Regions from separate parts of the Mus musculus genome. Here all the other regions are linked to region 2. The links are chromatin contacts, called in public Hi-C and promoter capture Hi-C maps. All regions are on one chromosome and are shown on one strand. Each heading gives the region's core, a stretch centred on a gene start, on an enhancer-like site or on the middle of the called end of the contact. The rest is flanking DNA. Distances are from core to core; before and after follow the strand shown.

Region 1 (3,805 bases), core at 1,113-3,612, 220 kb before region 2:
GCTGTGGTAGTGCACACCTTGTATCCCAGCATGCAGGAGGTAGAGACATTTGTATCTCTGAGTTTGAGGCCAGCCTGTTTCACAGAACAAGGACAGCCAGAGCTACACAGAGAAATCCTATTTCAAGAAAACAACAAACAAACCTACCAACAGACATTCTTTCAAGTAGGATGGCTGATGGTTATGAACTGCTACACTGTCCAAAGTCTTGACAAATTAGTTCATTAAAAATACTTACGTCAGCATGGTGGCCTATCATATCACATCGGTCACATCGTTTTCTCCAGGACAATCTTTCAAAACATCTGTGGTTGGAAGACATGGGCAAAGAGCAGTCTAAGCAGTAACGGGCTGGACAGCCATACTGGAGATGTCCTCTCTCTGAGCAGAGGCAGCAGGCCCGGACTTTCTATATGGCAGACAAACACAAACTCTCTTTAGCAAAAACATATCGGTCTCAAATGGTAGAACATTGGTTTTTCTTTCCTATATCAAGTTATTTCTAACTTGAAACTCAGGGAAGGTCCAACCTTGAGCAGAATTATAAAATCAGCCAAATGTCCGAACTCAGAGATCGAACGCAGCTATCAGTATGTTGTTGCCACAAAGTCTGGACATATGCCTTAGCTTATCTTATATTTCTACTTATTCAGTCATAAAGTAGAAATATCTAGGATAATAGGATGAGTGTGTCTGGATATCAAGCCACAGGAGGAACAGACAGAGAAGCAGTTGTATGCCTACCACGAGCTGCTTTAGGAGGCATTAGGTAATGAAAGGACTGTGTGTCCAGAGCCACTACATACCATAACGCAGAACTCAAATAAATATGCTTGCTTTGCCATTACTACACACATATAGACAAAAAGAAGTACAAATCTCTAATAGTGAGAATTATTGCACAATGAAATGTGCTGTCTACAGAGGACAAAGTTTTAAAAGGAAATCCTTTCACTCAGTCTTCTCATCTTGTGGACAAGAAAATCTAGGCACAGAGTATGACGTATCTGCCACCACTAAGCTCATAATGGGAAAGCTGAAATGGAGCCCAGGGTTGCAGACACTACACCCATGCCATGCTCATGAGCTCCCTGTAATCCAACATGCTGAGTTCAGCCAGAGCTGAGTCTAGGAGCCAGGGCTCGAGGCCTTTAACACAGGAAGAAGCATCATGCATCTCACGTACTTGTGGTAAGGGGCAGTTTTTTGACAAATGGCCACGTTTATCACAATTTCTACAGGTGACATTTTTGTTGACTGAATAGTATCGGTTGTTCCACCTTCCAGATGATCTGTTATTATCTATCTTGGCCTAAGAGTAGAAGGAAAAAAATTAAGAATTAAAATTATTTCAGTTTAAGGAAACCTACCTATTCTTCCTCTTAAAACTACTGAGTGAGAAACATTAAATTTTAAGTCAGCTTTAATACTTTGGTACAACAAAAGAAGGAACAGACACCTCTGTTCAACCTAACACCCAGAAGCAGACTCCAGCCCCGAGAGGTGAGCGCAGGGATAGCGCTATTTCTTTGGCTCTTGCCCACGTGACTGCCCCCACTTGCCAGATTCGATTAGGGATCAGGTCTAGCAGGAATATGGCTATGCTACATTCAGCTGCTGCTAACTTCTACATCTAAACATACACCATTTAGTTCTGAATGAGAGGCTTGCTTAAAGTTTTAGTTAGGGAATGGTATTTTTATGATTTTGTGCTTTAAAACATTACAAAACTATATAACTACCAAATATAACCTTTTTTTGAAAAGCACAGGGCTACCTCTATTGCCTATAAAACTAATGACAACTTCTAAGAATATGAGACAATATTCTTCCACTATCAGCCACATAGTGACCCAATTCTAGTTGTCTCTTATTCTAGTCAAATTCTACTATATATGAAAGAACATGAGCAAAGTACATCATATGAAATACCTAAAGAGGAATACGAAATCCCAACCATGCGCTTATCTTGTTTGGCAGAATTCCGTCTTTAAAGTCAGGCATGGTGGTTCATGCCTATAATCCCAACACTTGGGAGGTAGGGGCAGGAGGATCTCGAGTTCAAGGACAGCCTAGGCTATGTAGGAGACCCTGTCTCAAAAAGAGAAAAATACATACATAAATAAATAAAATAAATTCCATTTTTGAAAAAGCTTCATTTTTTTTTTACCTGTTATTCTCCTGAATTGGTTGTCAACTATCTCCAATCTAGTAATATCTTAAAACTTGACTATCAAGTTGAAAACAACCTTTTAATTTTTTTTATTTTTAAGTATTTGTTACAATAAGGCTAATAATTGACACAAGCACCTGCCATGTTCTAAATATAGACTGACCATTTCCTTACACTGAAGAAACAGTTATTTCCGGTGTTGATCTTAGTAGTACTAGACCATAGGGGCTAACAGGAATCATTAAGGCAGAGAAGAAATATAAACAGAAGGGTGATTTATAGCTACTTATCATCTGACAAAAATCAAAGTTGAGTTACATTTCTGAAAAGTTAAATTACATACATACTAAAACCAAACTTTCTCTTCTAAGTTATGGGACTACATCTTTTTAAAAAAGTTTATACCCCCCCCCAAATTATGGAAAATAACAAATGGAAATATGTAGATCAAAGGACAATATTAGCTTAAAAAAATTGATCTTACCTCGATGTCTTTGTCACTGATGAACCAATTTACATCATCTAGAAAATAAAACAAATTTACTTTTAGTGCCTTAAGTCACACACAGACAATGGGACTTCAAATGTGTTAGTATTCAAACTGGTATAAATGAGAAGTTTAAGAGAAGGTATAAATGAAAAGGGTTAAACATCTAAAATTCTCATGTAAGTGAAAAATACTATTTTTCAGACTTTTTATTTATTTAAAATTGTGTGTCTATGCATATGAGTATATGTGCCTATGGATGCCAGAAGAGGGTGTCAGATCTCCCTGAACCTGGACTCTCTCCATGTGGGTCCCGGGAAATGAACTTTGAACCTCTGCAAGGGCAGCAAGTGTTCATAACTGATGAGCCTTCTTTCTAGCCCTAAAATTCTTTATTATTTTTTTGTGGTAGTAGGCTTTAAGTATGCCAAACAAAGCACTAATACCACTGGTTTTGTGTGTGTCTGTATGTGCAGCTGCACATGTGAGAGGATATCTATGAGGGCAGGGAGTATATCAGTATCCTACTCGCCAGCACTCTACCTTATTCCTTTGTGACAGCCTCTCTCACTGGCAGTGAACTTTGCCTCTGCTTAGCACAAAGCTAAGGTTACAGGTACATGTGTGCCCATGCCTACTTTATACATGGGTGCTGGGGATCCCAACTCAGGTCCTAGCTGGTGCAACAACTGCTCTCACCCACCTGAGCCATCTATGCAACACTTTGCTTAAAAGCACTCATATCAGTTGTGTGACTCTCAACAAATAATTATTCACCCTGTGCCTCATATTTTTTGCCTGTAAAATAGGGATAATAGTATTTATAGTATTTGCCCTGCCTACCTAAAATCTTTTGTAAGAATCAAATGAGATTTGTGAAAAATGGCTTTGTATACCAAGCTCAAATACAAATACAGAAAAAATAAGCAAAGGGCTCAACAGCAGATGTAGAAATAAATTTATGTCAATTTCCTACCTGACCAAGCAGAACTTTACTTAGAGAGGAGATGTTTCAATGATCCCAACCCTTTTTATTTTTCTAGACCCTAGACACTGGGACATTCCAAAATATTTTATAAACAAGCCTCAGAATCTTGTCTTTTGATTCTCTGAACCTGGCTATTGTGTGAAGTTGGTGTATAAAC
Region 2 (3,595 bases), core at 839-3,338:
CATCAGTTCCTCATAGACTCTGAAGGCAGAGCAGGGTAGCTAAAGAGAACTATAGAGAGCCGATGATAGCTGGACCAAAGATAGGATGAGCATCTTGGAATGTAGTGAGCTCCCCACCACCAGAGGTATGAGCAGGACTGTATAAAAGGACAGAAGACTCAGAGAAGGTCACTTTCAGGTCACTGTAACTTTTGGGGGCTGTGACAGCTAAGGCAGCTGGTGCTTCTGTGACAAACAGTTTGAAGCAGTCTTTCTATTCATTTCCCCCTTTGCTACCTTTGCCTGGCTCTGAATCTGCCTTTCATGAAATGGAGCTGGGTAAAAGCCCCCACCTCTTGCTCATAGAGATGCCTTGGGTTCTTGGGGCAAGGCCTTGGCTATCAGATTGGAGTTGGACCTTGTGAAGAGTTAGCCTGGTCTCCTGGTCTCACCTGTGATCTTCCATGGAGAAAGCTGTGGCAGTGGTCTTGGGACCCTGCTGGAGCTAAGGTTCAGTGCCTGAGGCGGGGCCTCTGTCTCCAGAAAGTCCGAGGGAGCTGCTGGCAGGCCAGACTTGGGAGGATCAGGCAGGGCCCTGAATAGCAGCCATGGGTGAAAGGGCAGCCCCTCTGCTGCATCCTGGGACTTTGATCTCCAGCGAGGCCTTCTCCTGCCTTCTTCCGCTGGTCTCAAGGGCCCCCATTCAGATCTCCCCGACCTTCCCTCCCCGCCTCCCCTGAGTTTGAAAGGCCTTGAATGTAAGAGGTCAGTGGAGTGAGAATCTTTTCACCAGCTCAGAAAGCCAAAGGATCCAGGCCCCGTGTCGATGCTGGGCCAGAGACTCACGATGAGGCAGCTAAGGTATGCTGCAAACAGACTGCTGCCTTTTTAGGAAGGGCACAGAATGAAAGCCAGGACGCTGAGGTGCCAGTCTGTTAAAATAATGCCAAGTTCAGTGTGACCCCATAGTGAGGTTGGGGCAGTTGGCTGTGGGTTCCTCTCAGGACTGTTCCTGTTGCTAGGGTGTTTTTGTATCCCTGGTGGTGCCTTTTACTTGGGAGTGCCTCTCATGTTGGGTTTTCTTGGTTCTGTGTATTTTGTATTAGTCGGCACACTTTCTTTTCTCTGCTTATTTTTCACTCTCTCTTTCTTACCAACCCCGACTCCTGTCATTTGGTCAGAGGTCCCAGGTCATCTGTGCCTAGCAACCCCCTGGAGGACTGTGGTGTGAAGGGTTGGGAGGACCAGGCTCAGCACTCATCCTAGCCACAGGCTCTGGTCTCTCTGCCTTCCCTTGGACATATTTCCTGCACTCTGAACAGAGGATGGACAGAGTCGGGGAGCTAACTGTCAGATTTTAAAGAAGAGACAGGGATGAACAAAGCTGGACCCTTTTGTCAGGAGTTAGCAGCAGCCTTTGCCTATAGATCTTGCCCCAAGATTTCACAGGCCTGTGATCTCAGGGGAGCCCTGCTACCCAGGGTTGCTGAGGCGTCCACAGGTTCTGGGGCATTCTTAAGACGGGGCTAGAATGCTCTGAGGACTTCCTGTAGGGGCTTGCTGTAATGAGAACTTGAGTAATCTGGTCTTTGAACCTGTATTTTGTCATTTGGAAAGGACAGGTGGCAAGAGCCTAGTGGATTACCGTGAGGTTAAAGGAAGTGGCTCCCTGAGGGGTTTGGGTAAAGGCTTCATAAATGGTCAGTGGGGGCTTGAGGATGTGGGGACGGTCATGGTGGGCGCGGCCTCAGGCGTGGGATGGCTCCAGCCACAGTACAAGCTGAAACTCACAGGTCTGCCTGCCACTGATTTCCTGTTTATAACAGTCAAGGGTTGGGGTGGGGCTGGGGGGTACTGAAGGAGTGGAAGGAGGGCAAGCTGGGGAGGCCATGTCATCTAGGCTGAACAACAGTGCCCCCAGGTGTTGGTTGCAAAACCAGGGGCCACCCCATGACATTTCTTTTCTTTCAGGACCCTTCCATTCCCTTCAGTTTCCCACTCTCCTTTATAGAGGAAAAAAGGGCTGAGCACGGCCTCAGTTTCCCATGGAGGCAGGCACAGGGTGCACACCAGGCGCTGTTCTCCAGGATAGGGGACAAAATCAGAGTGCCTGGGGCTGGAGGGCTGTCTGTCTCAGGGCTTCTGTGGCTTGTGTCATGGAGAGCAGCTAGGAGGTTCTGGCACGTGAGAAAACAGGCTGGGCTGGAAGGAGTCCAAGTAGGTCACATGGTAAACCCTAGAAAACCTGGATCCTCAGAAAACCCTTGATGTCCTCTGTGGTCATCGCTGTTAAGAGCCATTGTGACCTTATTAGGTAAGGTGCCCTATTGTGGCGTGAGGGGCTCCCCCGCTGATTCTCACCTGAGCTTCTCCCTAGCCCTCCTCTCACTCCTCAGAGCTTCCAGACCCGTGTGTTCTCTGCCATCACGCAGCAGAACTCTCCCTCTGGCACGGGCTGCCCAAGAAGTTGCGTAGCCAGCCTGTCTGGGTTGTCCGTAGCTGGCTTAGAGTAGGTGTCCAATGCTGGCTATCTGACCTTCACAACTCGCTAAGCCCACACATGCTTCCGGGGTCAGCATGGAACCCTGGAAAGCAGGGAACTTTGGCTGTAGGGAGGTACTCCTTCTCACAGTAGCTTTTAGGGGGCAGGCAGGTGGCTCCTGCCGTTTCTTTGTGGCCCTTGTTGGGACATTCCTGGCTCTGTGAGGAATGTCCTGTACTGTCATCTAGATGGCCTCATCCCTGAGTTCTCTTGTACAGGCTAGAACCAAGGTCTTCTTCAGTTGCTGCTGCTCAACGTTCAGAGCTTGGTGGCAGCGGGCTGGCTGTGGGTCATGATTTCATCTGAGGGTGAAGTCAGATCTGGGACTCTGGGGGTAACCACCCTTTGGGTTTCTGGGTGACTGCTCTCAGCTTGCTCTAGCACCTGAAACTGTGCTAGTTTCTAAGCTCCAAGAACCTAATGCTTCTAGAATCTAAGTCCAGACCCTAGAGAAAGGAGTTCTGTCTAGCCGAAGACCATGGGTGGCAGGCCTCAGCAGGGGCCAGGGGGTGTGTCTGCTTGTGTGCAAGTGTGTGTGTGTGTGCACCCTTGAAGTCAGAGGTGTGGGCAGTCCAGCACAGGGTTATATACTCCGGGACAAGAAGCTTTGGCATCACCGAAGAACGTGTTGGGGCCACAGAGATGCTAAGGGCTGTATGTCTAGTTCCCAGTCTGGTTGGCTCTTCTTTCTCATCCAGCTTTTGAAGCCATCATCGATTCAGCTGAGACCCCCCCAGGCAGCCAACTAGCTGTAAGGGGATCCTGGTTGAAGAGGCCAGGTGGTCTCTTGTGGGGCTTCGTGGGCCTTTCCCTCAGACATGGGGCCTGCCCCATGGGTGTGGGGGGGTTAGGTTTCAGTTCCTCCCAGTTCTGGTTCCTAAGTTTCACTTTGATTCAGAGAGAGAGAGAGAGAGAGAAAGAGAGAGAGAGAGAGAGAGAGAGAGAGAGAGAGAGAGAGAGAGAGCCTGCCTATGTGGGAGCCAGAGCTGATGATCCTCCCACCTCCCTCTATTTACATGCCTGCTTAGCCCAGGCCTCCCATATTTCCCCAGACTCTAGCTCCCGTGCCCTGCA
Region 3 (3,780 bases), core at 1,071-3,570, 250 kb before region 2:
CAAGAAAATGTTATCCCAAACTAAAGGGGCACTCATATTCGAATTCCATTAGCTGCAGTGATCCTCTGGCATGTACTTGATATTTGAGCAAAAAAGGTTTGAATTTAAAATACACTTGTTTACTGGTAGTGATGTTGAGTTTTGTTAGCTCTCTGTGTTTTCTTTAGCTTCTAGCGAGTAGGCTTGGAAGAGCAGGTGCTTCCTTTAGCCTTCCTCTGACATCTTCAGAACATACACACCAATAGCTAGACCATCAGCATCCAGACCACACACACACACACACACACATATACATATGTGTGTGTATACATACATACATACATATATATATATATAATTTTTTTAAAAAAAGAAATCAAGGTTGAGTTTGTGATGAACAACAGCTGGGACCTCAGGTACTGGCAGCGTGCAGGCTAACGCTTTCTGCTCTTGGTGTCTCTGGACAGTGTCTCCTCCACCCGTGACCTCAACTCCAGGCCTGTGTCTGTCCATCATGGTTTTGGAAAAGGCCTTCTCTTGGTCCATGTTCTGATAAATATTTACAGCATTACTTTTCTTTGAGGAATACTGGGGGAAATTTTTGCCCCAAGCTAAGATAATGCTTCCTTTATGAAGGTTGTAAGCTTTACTTTTTTTCTTACTGAGAAAAACAACTCTACTGCATTCCAGGGGACATTGCTATTAACTCTTCTAAGTGCCATATATAATAATATACATATGTTTTTAATGTATTAAAACTATGTCATATACCCAACAGACTCCCAATTCATTGGGTAATTCCTTAATTAGGCAGATTTCTGAAATATGTATTATGTACACAACAGACCGGAACGTCTGTTTTGGCGCATTTTCCAGTCTATCAGGTGATTACATCATTAAGCCACACATGCTACATAGAAAAATCCTTATGAAAACTCATAAGAAATGTACAGCACATCATTAGCATGCAGCAGACATGTATGTTTTTTGATAGTTTTCTGCTTAAAAAAAAAAAACTACATGAAGTAATTAGTTGAGGTCAGGAAAATATGAGAATGGCCCCAGACACTGGCAAAAATGAAATTTACAAAAAACTGCACTTCTTATGGCTTAGCTGAGAGTAATTTGCTTTACTGGAAAACAGATTCTTGAACAATGTTAACTTGAATTGCAGCAGAGTGAGTGCTGTTTTATTGATCTGATATTTCCAACACACAGCTAGCTTCCTCCCTCCCTCCCTCTCTCTTAGACATACTTGAGTTTTACAAACCCATGGGTTGAACGGTTGCAAATGTCCATTGGTAAATCCAGGAATTATTCAAGGCCTTGCAGTACCAAGTGCTTACGTATTTATGCCTTCATTTAATGTAATCAAGAGTTTATTACATGGGCGTATCGTTTCTTGGTAAGCAAAAAGACTGTTAAAGATGAATATGTATGTTACTGGCATAAATTTTAATAGTGTAATTACATATTTACTACATTAAAAAAGCAATAGGCTATATCTAAAAGACATATATCTAAAGACTAAAATAAAAGCGTAAGTTCCGTAAGAGGGAACTATTAAACTGACCACTTTCTAATCTTTCTGTAAACAATACACGCCACTAAAAACCCCAACAACAAAAACAAAAAGAAAAGCTCAGAACTGGAGAACAATGAGCATATGCAAGACAGGAAGGAGCCCAGCGCTGCACTTCCAGATGCTCCCAATCTTCTAGGCTTAAAAAGCATCCCAATTTTCTCTAAAGGTAGCAGCGTTTATTCACTGGCCCATAGCTAATTTTACATGGAATGCAAAAATGTTAGTTTAAGTTTAATTTACCACCCTATTTAAATATTTCCAATGTAGCTCTTCAACTGCAGAGCTATCCCTCCGTCTATTTTAATTTTAAAGTAAGTTAGCATAGGGCTTCCTTCTTAATCCCCAGAGACTACCTACATAGTGACACAGACGCACACATTTATGACGGCAACATAAATGCTCTGCTCTTCTGAAGTAACATTAAGTGAAAATCGTTTCCTGGAAAGATATTATAGGTATCTATATTTTATTTGCCATCTTAAACATATCTGGGTCTTTATGGCCTTATTTTAAAAATGTATTTCCTTTTTATATTTCCTGGTGCAAATGGACTGCATAAATAAGCAATGTGCTATGAGGCTTCAGACCAGCCGATAAAACCTTTCAATTTTCATGCCAGCTTCTTCTTTTGTAATTCAAATCTGCCTGGAAACTGGCAGCTCTGAAAACTGAAACAAGCACTGCCACAAATACCTTGTAATGCTATCGACCTTGTCTGCCCATGCAGTGAGAAAGGGGGTGCGTATGTGTCTGCAGCCATCCAGATAACACAACTCATTTTTTTTTTGGGGGGGGCATGAGGTGGGGATAACAGAAGCCAGCCCCATACTGCACCAAAAGCAGTCATTACCAGGCAAGCTGGAGAATAAGTCTCTTCAAAATACACAGTGCATTTAAAAACCATATATGAGGCTGAGCCACTGCTGTCATTACCAATTTTAATTTAGCTCCTTCAGTTTGCCAGCCAGATAAACTCTTTAGTGCAGTTTTTTAATCTATTTGCCACATTTATGTTTCAGATTATAGTAATATGGACAGGAGAAGGAATCACTTTTAGAGGAAATAAAGCAATAGATCCGCTTATCGGCAACCATCAGAAAGTTCATTAATCAGCGAGGCTTTGTGCCCTCTAAATTGAAAGGTTAAATAATCCTCTCAGGAATATCCTCAGCCCCCCACCAACTGTCCAGAGAGGAGCTGCCATTCACAGCACACGGATCAGTGACAGGGTATCTTACCACTGTTTGCACCCCAAACAATGACGGACAAATGGCCTGCTTTACAAAGGAACCTTTTAGTACACAGATGGAAAAGGACCACAAGCTTTGATGTAGGGGAGGGCTGAGGAGGGTGTGGAGACAGGATATAAGGGAAGGGACAGAAAAGGATACACACATGTGTAAACTCACAGATATTTTATCTGCAGGTTTATTGGGGTAGACTGTAAGGCATGGAAATCATGCTAAATACATATCTTCCAACCATATGAGATGTTTACATAAACCTCCATTGATAATTACAGATCAGAACCATAGCTCTATTGTATTTATTAGTTAATACAGGGGGACCCAAATAAATTCCAAGCTTTTAATTTTGATTAGAACCCCATATAACTTCCCTCTCAAGCCTGCTTATTCTACTAGAATACTGTTCACAGCTTCAAGGACCTACCTTCAGGGTAGGAAGTAAATGGTCTTTTTTTAAAAAATAAAGTAATGGCCTTTCTTAAATTCTAAAATTTATTTTATATGTGTGGGTGTTTTGCCTGCACTTATGTCTGCATATCTTCCTGATGCTCACAGAAGCAGGAAGAGGATGGATCCCTTGGAAGTGGAGTTACAGACAGCTCTGAGGCACCACGTGGGTGCTGGGAATCAAACCCAGGACCGGCCAGTGCTCCCAGCTCAGGTCTCTGATTTTATAATACACTCTGTCTTAGCCCCTGCTTGTCTTAAAATAAGGAACATGGACTAGGAATGCTCTTCCAAGGGTACATACTGCACACACGAAGCTCACCCAGGTCTCACGCTATTCTAGTTTGTGACTCTCTCTGGCTCATTTCTGGTATCGGTCATGTGCAGGCACAACTAGTTTTATCTGAAGTGCAAATCCCTGGTATATTATTTGGTTTCCTTTCTTGTCTTATTAAAAAGATCCCTCTCTTCCTTGCATAAAGCACTATAATTACTGTGAGCTGTTTGATTTCATACTATTCT

What was found. Promoter capture Hi-C pulls out the DNA fragments that hold promoters and counts their contacts. A called contact is a pair of places that touch in the nucleus more often than the background predicts.
Region 1: a promoter capture Hi-C map of the C10 cell line shows a contact between it and region 2. The contact joins two enhancer-like sites. A contact is called at or near these places in 10 of 39 promoter capture datasets (the 3T3-L1 cell line, 3T3-L1-derived adipocytes, the C10 cell line and 5 more), 2 of 15 datasets of contacts at CTCF or cohesin (large pre-B cells and pro-B cells), 18 of 484 Hi-C or Micro-C datasets (the 63-12 cell line, B cells, the Ba/F3 cell line and 12 more), 4 of 115 datasets of contacts at active chromatin or transcription factors (the 230-238 cell line, CD8 T cells, the HPC-7 cell line and 1 more) and 3 of 9 other capture datasets (adipose tissue, liver and pancreatic islet).
Region 3: a Hi-C map of centrocytes shows a contact between it and region 2, with 2.5 times the contacts expected there. The contact joins two enhancer-like sites. A contact is called at or near these places in 15 of 39 promoter capture datasets (the 3T3-L1 cell line, 3T3-L1-derived adipocytes, the C10 cell line and 10 more), 2 of 15 datasets of contacts at CTCF or cohesin (large pre-B cells and pro-B cells), 27 of 484 Hi-C or Micro-C datasets (the 63-12 cell line, B cells, the Ba/F3 cell line and 18 more), 5 of 115 datasets of contacts at active chromatin or transcription factors (the 230-238 cell line, CD8 T cells, the HPC-7 cell line and 2 more) and 4 of 9 other capture datasets (adipose tissue, embryonic stem cells, liver and 1 more).

Annotation. Positions count from the first base shown.
Region 1 is chr4:44,892,423-44,896,227 of GRCm38.p6, reverse strand. Zcchc7 (zinc finger, CCHC domain containing 7) reads right to left here. Exons shown (of 9, transcript NM_138590.4): 3 at 2,658-2,695; 4 at 1,187-1,312; 5 at 239-409. Among named protein-coding and RNA genes, the nearest start is that of Gm12678, 49 kb to the left of the region's middle. Within about 2 kb of position 2,362, at least 7 of the 459 cell types and tissues checked have an H3K27ac peak or open chromatin away from gene starts, as enhancers often do. A contact at or near this core is called in the 63-12 cell line and pro-B cells, where this site is marked.
Region 2 is chr4:44,670,989-44,674,583 of GRCm38.p6, reverse strand. The region is part of intron 5 of Pax5 (paired box 5); the gene reads left to right. Among named protein-coding and RNA genes, the nearest start is that of Gm12462, 8.4 kb to the left of the region's middle. RefSeq lists an enhancer at 1,494-3,595. Within about 2 kb of position 2,088, at least 42 of the 459 cell types and tissues checked have an H3K27ac peak or open chromatin away from gene starts, as enhancers often do. A contact at or near this core is called in the 63-12 cell line, the CH12 cell line, centroblasts and 3 more, where this site is marked.
Region 3 is chr4:44,916,656-44,920,435 of GRCm38.p6, reverse strand. All of the region lies in intron 6 of Zcchc7 (zinc finger, CCHC domain containing 7), which reads right to left. Among named protein-coding and RNA genes, the nearest start is that of Gm12678, 25 kb to the left of the region's middle. Within about 2 kb of position 2,320, at least 20 of the 459 cell types and tissues checked have an H3K27ac peak or open chromatin away from gene starts, as enhancers often do. A contact at or near this core is called in the 63-12 cell line, the CH12 cell line, centroblasts and 3 more, where this site is marked.